3 separate regions of the Sus scrofa genome follow, and all the other regions are linked to region 1. Evidence: chromatin contacts called from public Hi-C and HiChIP or PLAC-seq data. All regions are on one chromosome and are shown on one strand. The core of a region is the stretch at or near the end of the contact, and the rest is flanking DNA. Distances in the headings are between cores, read along the strand shown. Region 1 holds the start of MTFR1L (mitochondrial fission regulator 1-like). Region 2 holds the start of PAFAH2 (platelet-activating factor acetylhydrolase 2, cytoplasmic). Region 3 holds the start of LDLRAP1 (low density lipoprotein receptor adapter protein 1).

Region 1 (2,700 bases), core at 70-2,569:
CCTCACATAACAGCCAGAGGCATCTTTCTAGAACTCCTGGCTAATCATGTTCCTGTCATGCTTAAAACCCACTGTGCTTGCTAGAGCCAAGAGGATAACATCTAGACTCCTCAGCATGGCTTGCAGGGCCTCGGCAGTCAGGCCCAACCTCATCTTCACCCTTCTCTGTCCTGTCTACCCACTCACCGCATTCATCCTCCAGGGCCTGTCCACTCTGGCCCCCGCACACTTCATAGCCACACCTGCTTTCCCCTTGCCCTCCAACCACACTGGCCCTTCAGCCCTTCGATGGTCTTGTCTACACTATTCCCTCTGCTTCAAACACCAACACCCTCTTCACCAAGTTCATCCTTAATCATTCTTGGAGCTCAGCTCAAGCATCGCCTCCCCTTCCCTGACAGTCACCCCGAGGCACCCTGCGTTTCCTTTGGGGTCCTTCAGCAGTATCTAGGTAACGGTGTGCCGTGAAGTTTGCCCCAAGGGCGACGACTTCCCAGCAGGGCACAGCGCCTGCTCCATACACGGTAGGCACTTGAGCATTTCATTTGTCCAATCGAGAAACGGACGAGAACGCCGAGTTCAACCCTCCACCCCACCCCAAGTGCCCGGCTAGAAGACCCCCCAGCTTGCTGGCCGCGCTGGCCGCGCTGGCCGGCTCCGACCACTTCTGCGCCCCCACAGCCCCTTCCGAGGCTGCCGTCCCAGTGTTTACACACGGCCTCCCGCAGGAGCCGCAGCGCCTCCCGAGCGGGGCCTGGTCCCATCATCCCCGGTCTCCGCCGCGCCGACACTCTGCGCGACCCCAGGGACCTCGCCCGGGACACGCCTCCCCTCCCCCGCAACAGCCCGACCCGACAAGGCCAAGGTCGGCCAAGTTCTTGCCGCAGCTCCGGCGGCCCTTGGACCCACAGGCCCGGGGCCGGGTCCCGGCAGGAGCGAGGGGGCGTCCGAAACGAGCAGCCTCTGGCGCATCTGGGTGACTCCGGCGAGCAACTGCCTCCGGGGACTCCGTTTCCCCCCTGCCGAGTGAGGTGGACAACAGTGGCTGCCGCGAGAACCGGCGCGGGCACCGGAGCCGCGGGCACCGAACGCACAGCGCCTGGCATTCATTAGGCTGCGCGACGGCCGGACCCGGAAAGCCGCGCTTCCACTCTGGGGCGGCACTCGCACCTAGTCTCACCTCAGCCTCCGGCTCAGGACTCTCACCTCACGGCCCCTCCTACCGTAGCGGGCCGCCCAGCCTCTACCACCCTCACTTCCGCTGACCCGCCCCCCGGAAGCGATCCCTTGCAGCTGCGCACCGAGCCGCGGCCCCGCGCGCCCTGGGCAGGCCAGCCGCGGAGGGCGGGGCGGCGGCACGTGCCGATCCCGAGGGCGGAGACAAGCCCCGAGGCCACGCCCCCTGCCGTCCGAGCCTTGGGGAAAGTTGATCCCCGAGGTCCGCCCAGTCGCATCTCCCGCTGGTCTCGGCCTCCTTTCCCTCCTTACCACTCTCCACGCTTAGTCCGGCTCCAACCTCTGGAAAGGGCCTGTGTTGCTGCTTGGCCCCCACATTGATCGGTGTTTGCTCTTCCCAACTGTAGTGCAAACTTCAGAATCCTCCCTCTGGCATCCAAGGCCCCAGATTTAGTGCTTGCTTTGCCCCATCTCGCCCTGGTGGCTTCACAGTTCATACTTCCCAGCCAAGACCCTCTACAGTCTTCTCTGCGGCAAGAATGGGCCTTTCTTCCTCTGACTCTGCTCTCCAGGGCTTTGTAGCTTTCTTCTATTTTAGCAGTTAGGTATATCACAAAGACACACACAGGTATACTCAGTGAGTTGGATGATCAGATGGCTAGACTGGCAAGACACCAGATGCTTTGGGAAAGAGACTCACATTCCTTCCAGACTCACTCACCCACTCCCTCTTTGTGCTCAAAGCCTCAGAGTCCTGGTCTCCATGACATCCAGGCCTGGGTCACATGTCCTCATCTGACCTCAACACGTGGCTGTGCTTGGCTTCCAGGCTATAGTTCTTTGGTTGCAAGTCCTAGCTGCCAGAGACAGACTGGCTTCTTGGGGAGAGAAGCTGTGCATTCACACAGGCCTCACGCTCAGACTAATTGGTGCCTGCTGTTGCCCTCTTGAAATTAACAACAATTTTTTTTTTTTTTCAACAAAGGCCCTGCGTTTTCATTTTGCACTGATCCTGTAAACTCTGTAGCTGGCCGTGGTCAGAGACGGTGTCCACCCTGATCCCACCATATTTTAAATGATGAAATTTGGCTTCCATTTCCAACCCTCTTTCCAGGATGACAAACATGCTTTAACCATTACTTTCCTGTCCTGGGCAATGGCAGATCTTGCGAATTCGCTCTAGTTGCCTTTCCTTGGTGTGACAGATGCTATCTTGGTTCTTCATGAAGATCCCTTTTACCCAACCAGTGAATCATCCCCCAGCAACTCTACTGGCTGCTCACAGCTGCCCCATTTTCCAGAAAATTGCCCTTGCAGGAGGGAGAATGGAAGCCCTAACCTGGGAAGTTACTCTACCCCATAAGCCAATGACTACTAAAGGGTACAAGAGGCCAGTTTGGATGGCAGTGTGGGTTATGCTCCAGAGCCCTGCACCAGCAATCTGGCCAAGACTTGGCTCTGAGACTCGATCTCTGCTCAAGGGTTTTCCTTTTCCCATTCTACTCCAATCCTTCTTTTACAAGT
Region 2 (2,700 bases), core at 199-2,698, 180 kb before region 1:
CACAACTTATTGGAGAGTTAAGGCCTCCCACCTGGTAGAAGATGCAAGGCGGTGTGAGGTAAGCACCTAGAGGGTGTAGAGGTGGTTTGGGACTGGAGCGGAATCAGAGAAGCTTCGTGGAGAGGTAGATTCCACGGAAGAACAGGATTAGACAGGCCACCAGGCAGGGCAGAGTGCCTAGTGGAGGGAAGAGCATGAATATAAGTGTGGAGGTAACAATAAGAACCTGATAGTCTTCTTTTTTTTTTTTGTCTTTTTGCCATTTCTTGGGCTGCTCCCCCGGCATATGGAGGTTCCCAGGCTAGAGGTCGAATGGGAGCTGTAGCCACCAGCCTATGCCAGAGCCACAGCAACGCATCTGTGACCTACACCACAGCCCACAGCAATGCCAGATCCTTAACCCACTGAGCGAGGCCACAGATCAAACCCGCAACCTCATGGTTCCTAGTCGGATTCATTTCTGCTGTACCACAACTAGGACTCCAGAACCTGCTAGTCCTGAGATTGGTGAGGAGGTGAACAGCTGGGGGTAGGGCAGAAGAGGGGCGATTCCTGGCAGAGAACACCACTGGCAATACTTCTGAGGAAGTAGGTGGGGGTCCAGGTTGGGGAGGACATTGAATGCCAAGCTAAGAAGTTAGTACTGCATTCAGTAGGTAGTAGGAAGCCTTTGAAAGTTTTTGAGCTGCTTGAATAATCCAGATTTCTTATGGAAGTTTACAAGGCTCCTGAGGATGTGGCCCTTCCTCCTCAGATATGACTCTTTATTCCATCCCGCATGCTCTGTGCTCCAGCTGGGGTGTAAAACATTCTTCACATTCTCAGTACCCCCGGTAAGTTCTATTCCTTCAGTTCTCAATTTTAACATTTCTGTAAAATCTCCAGGAAGCCGTGATAACACCGTTCCATTTCCCCAGGCCTGGGCAGGTGTTTCTTTACAAGAAGGCCCCCACAACCCCTTGGTTTTTCCCCATTAGAAAACGCACAGCACTGTGTAATTATTCATTTGTCCCAATCCTCTGCTGGACTGTGAATTCTTTTTAGGCTAGCGACAGTAACCTATTCACCATTGTGTCCCTAAGAACCGGCAAAGCGAGGATGGACGGAGGGGCTGGTGGGACAGCGCGGGATCTCTCAGGATCCTCTCAGTTCTGGCCATGCATTTCTGTAGGACAATGGAATATCACGTGTCAACAGGTACAGGTTGGTGGGGAATGTGCCCTGAATTTGAATGAGCAGTTTTATACTCTCACAGGAAGCAAAGTGGGGAACACAAAACAAGATCAGACTTATTCCCTGAGAATAAAAAAAAAGCTCCAGCTACCCTCAGACACACCCAGGGATTATTTGAGGAACAATTAGGCGGAGGGTTACTAACCGGAACTATAAACCGTAATCCTCCGCTCAGGCTTTCATAATCGACCACCAGGTGGAGGAATTGTACCGCATCCCGGCCTTGGGGTTGCGCCCAACGATGAGGGGGGCCGTGTGGAATTTTGGGGATTGTAGTCCTAGGGTCTTTATGGGCAATCTCGCGCGGTGCACCTCGGGAGTTATAGTTCCGGACAGAGGGGCGGGACACGTTTTTAAGCGCTAAGGTTGAGTTGTGGAAACTACAACTACCGAAGGGCCAGGGGCTCCGGGGCAGCGTCTCGATTCCGTTGAGGTGATAGTCTGGGCTGCTTCTGAGGGATCACCTTGACTGGGTAAGTTTGATTGGAGAAAACTTTTATTCTGAACTGAAGTGTCTGCGGAGTTTCTCATATTCCAGCCCGGTTTGGAGACTCCTCCTCTCAATCCTAGCAACTGCACATTACTTTCTGTTTCCTGTTGAGACACCTCGAGTATCCACCCGCATCCTTCATTCTCCCACTGTCATCTTGCGCTGTCACTCCCCCAGCTGCCCCGGAATCCCACGGTGAGCGGAGTCCACAGCCCCACCCTGAGCCCACGGCGTCACCCCTCTGAAACCTGGGCTTCCTTGTGCGCTGCCCCTTCTGTGTGCTTCATTCTTGCCCTAACTTTTCTGTTTTTCATGCTAGTGGAAGAAGGGTCACCATTCCTTCTCAATCCACGGAAGAGCCCAGGACTTAAAGTCAGCAGACCGGGGTTTGATTCCAGCTCTGCAGCTCTCTCGCAGTGTGACTGGGCTAATCATACGACTTCTCTGGGACTCACTCTCTTTGTCTGCCAAGTGGAGGTGACAGTTGCTCTCTCAGTCTTAGCTTGAGGCTGTCTTATGGAGCCAGTAGACTAATATGTGTGAAAGTGCTGTATAAACTGTAAAGCCTCCACAAGCGAGAGCGATCATTTTTATGATAATTATGAATGTTCTAGAATGCTCTCTTGGCTCCTTTTATAGTTCCGCCCCATTGTTGCTCAAACTTGCCATCGAGTGTTTGGCGGCTCCATTTTCTAAGAACAGGATGGTATTACTCACTCCCTCAGAGACCAAACTTCAGACTAATGAGCTTTAAGTCTCCAGAGAGCTTTGTCTGAAAGGAAGTCCCAGAGAAATGCTTATCTTGGACTCTGTCCTGAAATAGCCAGTGATGAAAAGTCCAGGCAGCTGGCAGAAGGGCGGTCCCTGTTCACTGGAAATGGGGCCCCACCAGGAGATGGACAGCTGCAGCGCAAGTCCTGTCCATTCCCTCTGGGCTCTTCTGGGCCTGTTTAGTAGACTCTGGTTTTGGTAGGAGT
Region 3 (2,700 bases), core at 182-2,681, 230 kb after region 1:
CAGGCACCAGGCCACATTCCCAGTGCCAGTCTTGGTTTAAAAGGCAGCCACAGCTGGAAGAGCAGAGTGGGCAAGAGGCGGGGCAGGCGGGCTCCCTAGGCCCAGACACGCTGGCACTCCCGGGCCTGGGGAACTCGGGCTCCCCTGGTGGAGCCCTGGAAGGCAAAGAGGGAAGGGGGTGGGGTGTGACTATACTGACAGCAGTTTCCTGGTGCAGGAGAGGCCAGGGGCCAAGGCAGTTGGCAGAGGAGTGGGAGTGTGCAGGAGTCCTGGCTTTGGCTCCACATCTACCAGGATGGCAGGTGTGACCCCAGGCAAGCCACTCCGCTTCTCCTCATGAAAAACGAGGGACTTGGACTGGGTTTCTCAGGCCTCAGGGGAAGGTGCCAGGTGCCAGGTTCCCAGAGAGTAACTGGAGACAGGGAGAGGAGGGGAAGGCGGGCGAGGCTCCTCCCGGGCTCCCAGGGGCCCCTGGGAGAGGTGGCTCTGCCATTCCCCTGGGCGCCCAGGGACTTGGGAAGCTCAAGGGGGAAAGTGGGAGACAAAAGCAGGTTTCAAAAATAGCAGGATCTCAGCCCTGCCACCTGGACCCAACCAGAAGAAGGGACAACGGGGCCTAGATAGCCGGGTGTGCAATATCTTCTGAGACCCCAAGCTGAGCCTCACCCCCAACTTCAAGTAGGTACCTGGGAACCTAGGCTCACACCTGAGTCGGCTTCTGGGCGCCCAGGAGTCAAAAGATGGCCTCGTGGGTAGGACCGGGGTGGGGTGGGGGTTGCCAAGTGGGCTCCTGCCAGTCGCGGACCTCCGGGCTCGAGTGCAGGGGTGCGGGATGGGGGCATTTTCCTAAAAGCCTGCCCCCCCTCCCCCTCCCCCAGGTACCGACGGCGAGCTCCTGCCTCCCCTAGCTGTCCAAGGTGGGGAGACGCTGGGGCAGCGCAAGTTTGTTCTTGTGACCCGCAACCCCCTCACACTGCAGACCTCACCTGGCGACCCCGAGCTCCGGTCTCCTCCCCTCGTCCCCAGCCGCACAGAGTAGGGACAGAAGCGGGAATACAACTTGACCCCTGGCGACCCCTAACCCTGCAGGGCCGGGCAAGGTCGCGCCAGGCCGCGGGGCGCGGGTCAGGCCCTTCCTCTCCCCACGGGGCCCGCAGGAGGCGGGTCCGCGAGCCCCGACCCCCGCCCGGCCCCCGCCCGGCCCGGTTGGACGCGCACACACTCACTCCGGTGCCGGCCACTGCCCCCCCAGCTCTGCTTGGCCAGGCTGGGGCTTCGGATCAGCGCCCGCCCGGCGGACTTGAGCGCGTCCATGGCCGCTCTGGCCGCCGCTGCTGCTGCCACCGCCAAAACTCCGTCAGGGAAAACTTTCCGCCGGGGCCAGGCGGCGCGCGGGCTCCGCGCTCCTCCCCTCCCCGTGCGAGCTCCGCGCCGACGTCCGACGGGGCGGGGCGAGGGCCTGCCCGGCCCCGCCCCTGGCCCTGCCCCTGGCCCCCCCGCCGGGCCTTTGCCCTAGCTCCCCAAAGCTGTCAGACAAGGGCCCCCCCTGAGGCGGGAGCCGACAGTCCTAGGCGCCCCGTCTTTTCTTTCCTCTCCACAACTTCCTTATTTCCCACGGGGAGGAGCTTGAGGGTTGGAGACCCGCCGCACCCGTCGCGGGAGGCAGGCGCTGGCCTAAGATTTCTCGACAGCTGAAAAGTCGTTGAAAACCATTTCACTGATGGGGAGACTGAGGGGCGGAGAGAAGAAGAGGGTGACGCCCACTGCAGTGAGAGGCTTGGAAGGAGAGCTGACCGTGATAGAACTTTGCTGGCAACGGGGCAGGCAGACATATAAAGTTTGCCTTAGCAAGACCCGTTGGGCACTTGACTCACCCAACAGACCCAGCCTCTCCCTGGCACCATCTGGGCACTCTGGGCTGCCCCCTGCCCACCCTACTCCCCAAGTAGTCTCAGAGGTGGTGTGGCCTGAGTCTTATGCTCTGAGGTGTGGGGAAAGGAGCCTTAGCTCTGACGCTGCCTTGCTGTGTGACCTCGGGCAACTCCTTTCCCTCTCTGGGCCTTAATCTTTATCTGTAAAGTGAGATGAGATCCTACCTCTAGCGATTCTTTCAACCTGCCAGACCTTGACCCAGACGGTCCCCTGCTTGCTAGAAGGCACTTCAGTGGGAGTCTGGACTCAGAATTCCTCAAGCACAGATGTTCTAAGTCCAATATTTAGAATTCTCTCTAGGATCTTGTGCCTTCCCATCAGACTTTAGGAAGGGAGTCAAAAGGAGAGCACATATATTCAGACCATAGCCTGACTTCTTCTGTTGGTGAGATGCCACAGGCCTGAGTGTGGTTGTTGCCCGTTTCTACTCTTTTTGCCTCCGTCGCACTTTGTGTCCTTCGAGGGCAGTCAGTTTTTCTGATTCATTTCTGAATCCCAAATGCCTAGGAAGAAGTCCAAGTGGAGTTGGAATATAGTCAGTGTTTATTTTCTCCCTTCTTCCCTCCTTTCCTCCCTCTCTCCAGCTTTTCGCCCCAGCAGGCTGTCTTCTCCTGCCAGGGGCTGCAGTGAGGGCTAAGTAAGTCCGCAGGGCTGAACCCCCAGCTCTCTAACCCCAAGCCAGCTCATTCCTGGGGCAGAGAGAGGATATTCTGAAGCCTGAAGGAAAAGCAGTCACCTGGGGCTGGCTGGTGAAGGGCAGCTGGTGGC

Evidence for each region. A called contact is a pair of places that touch in the nucleus more often than the background predicts. HiChIP or PLAC-seq counts read pairs in DNA pulled down with a chosen protein or histone mark.
Region 2: a Hi-C map of liver shows a contact between it and region 1, with 11 times the contacts expected there. The contact joins the promoter of PAFAH2 here to the promoter of MTFR1L in region 1. A contact is called at or near these places in 1 of 5 promoter capture datasets (liver), 10 of 47 Hi-C or Micro-C datasets (embryonic fibroblasts, fetal skeletal muscle, heart right ventricle and 4 more) and 2 of 2 datasets of contacts at active chromatin or transcription factors (alveolar macrophages and skeletal muscle).
Region 3: an H3K27ac HiChIP or PLAC-seq map of skeletal muscle shows a contact between it and region 1. The contact joins the promoter of LDLRAP1 here to the promoter of MTFR1L in region 1. A contact is called at or near these places in 4 of 5 promoter capture datasets (fetal liver, fetal skeletal muscle and liver) and 1 of 2 datasets of contacts at active chromatin or transcription factors (skeletal muscle).

What each region holds. Positions count from the first base shown.
Region 1 is chr6:83,263,970-83,266,669 of Sscrofa11.1, reverse strand. MTFR1L (mitochondrial fission regulator 1-like) reads right to left here and starts at 1,319. Exons shown (of 7, transcript XM_021095596.1): 1 at 1,181-1,319.
Region 2 is chr6:83,445,715-83,448,414 of Sscrofa11.1, reverse strand. It overlaps PAFAH2 (platelet-activating factor acetylhydrolase 2, cytoplasmic), which reads left to right and starts at 1,448. Exons shown (of 11, transcript XM_005665126.3): 1 at 1,448-1,706.
Region 3 is chr6:83,029,360-83,032,059 of Sscrofa11.1, reverse strand. It overlaps LDLRAP1 (low density lipoprotein receptor adapter protein 1), which reads right to left and starts at 1,431. Exons shown (of 9, transcript XM_003127708.4): 1 at 1,227-1,431. The coding sequence starts at 1,314.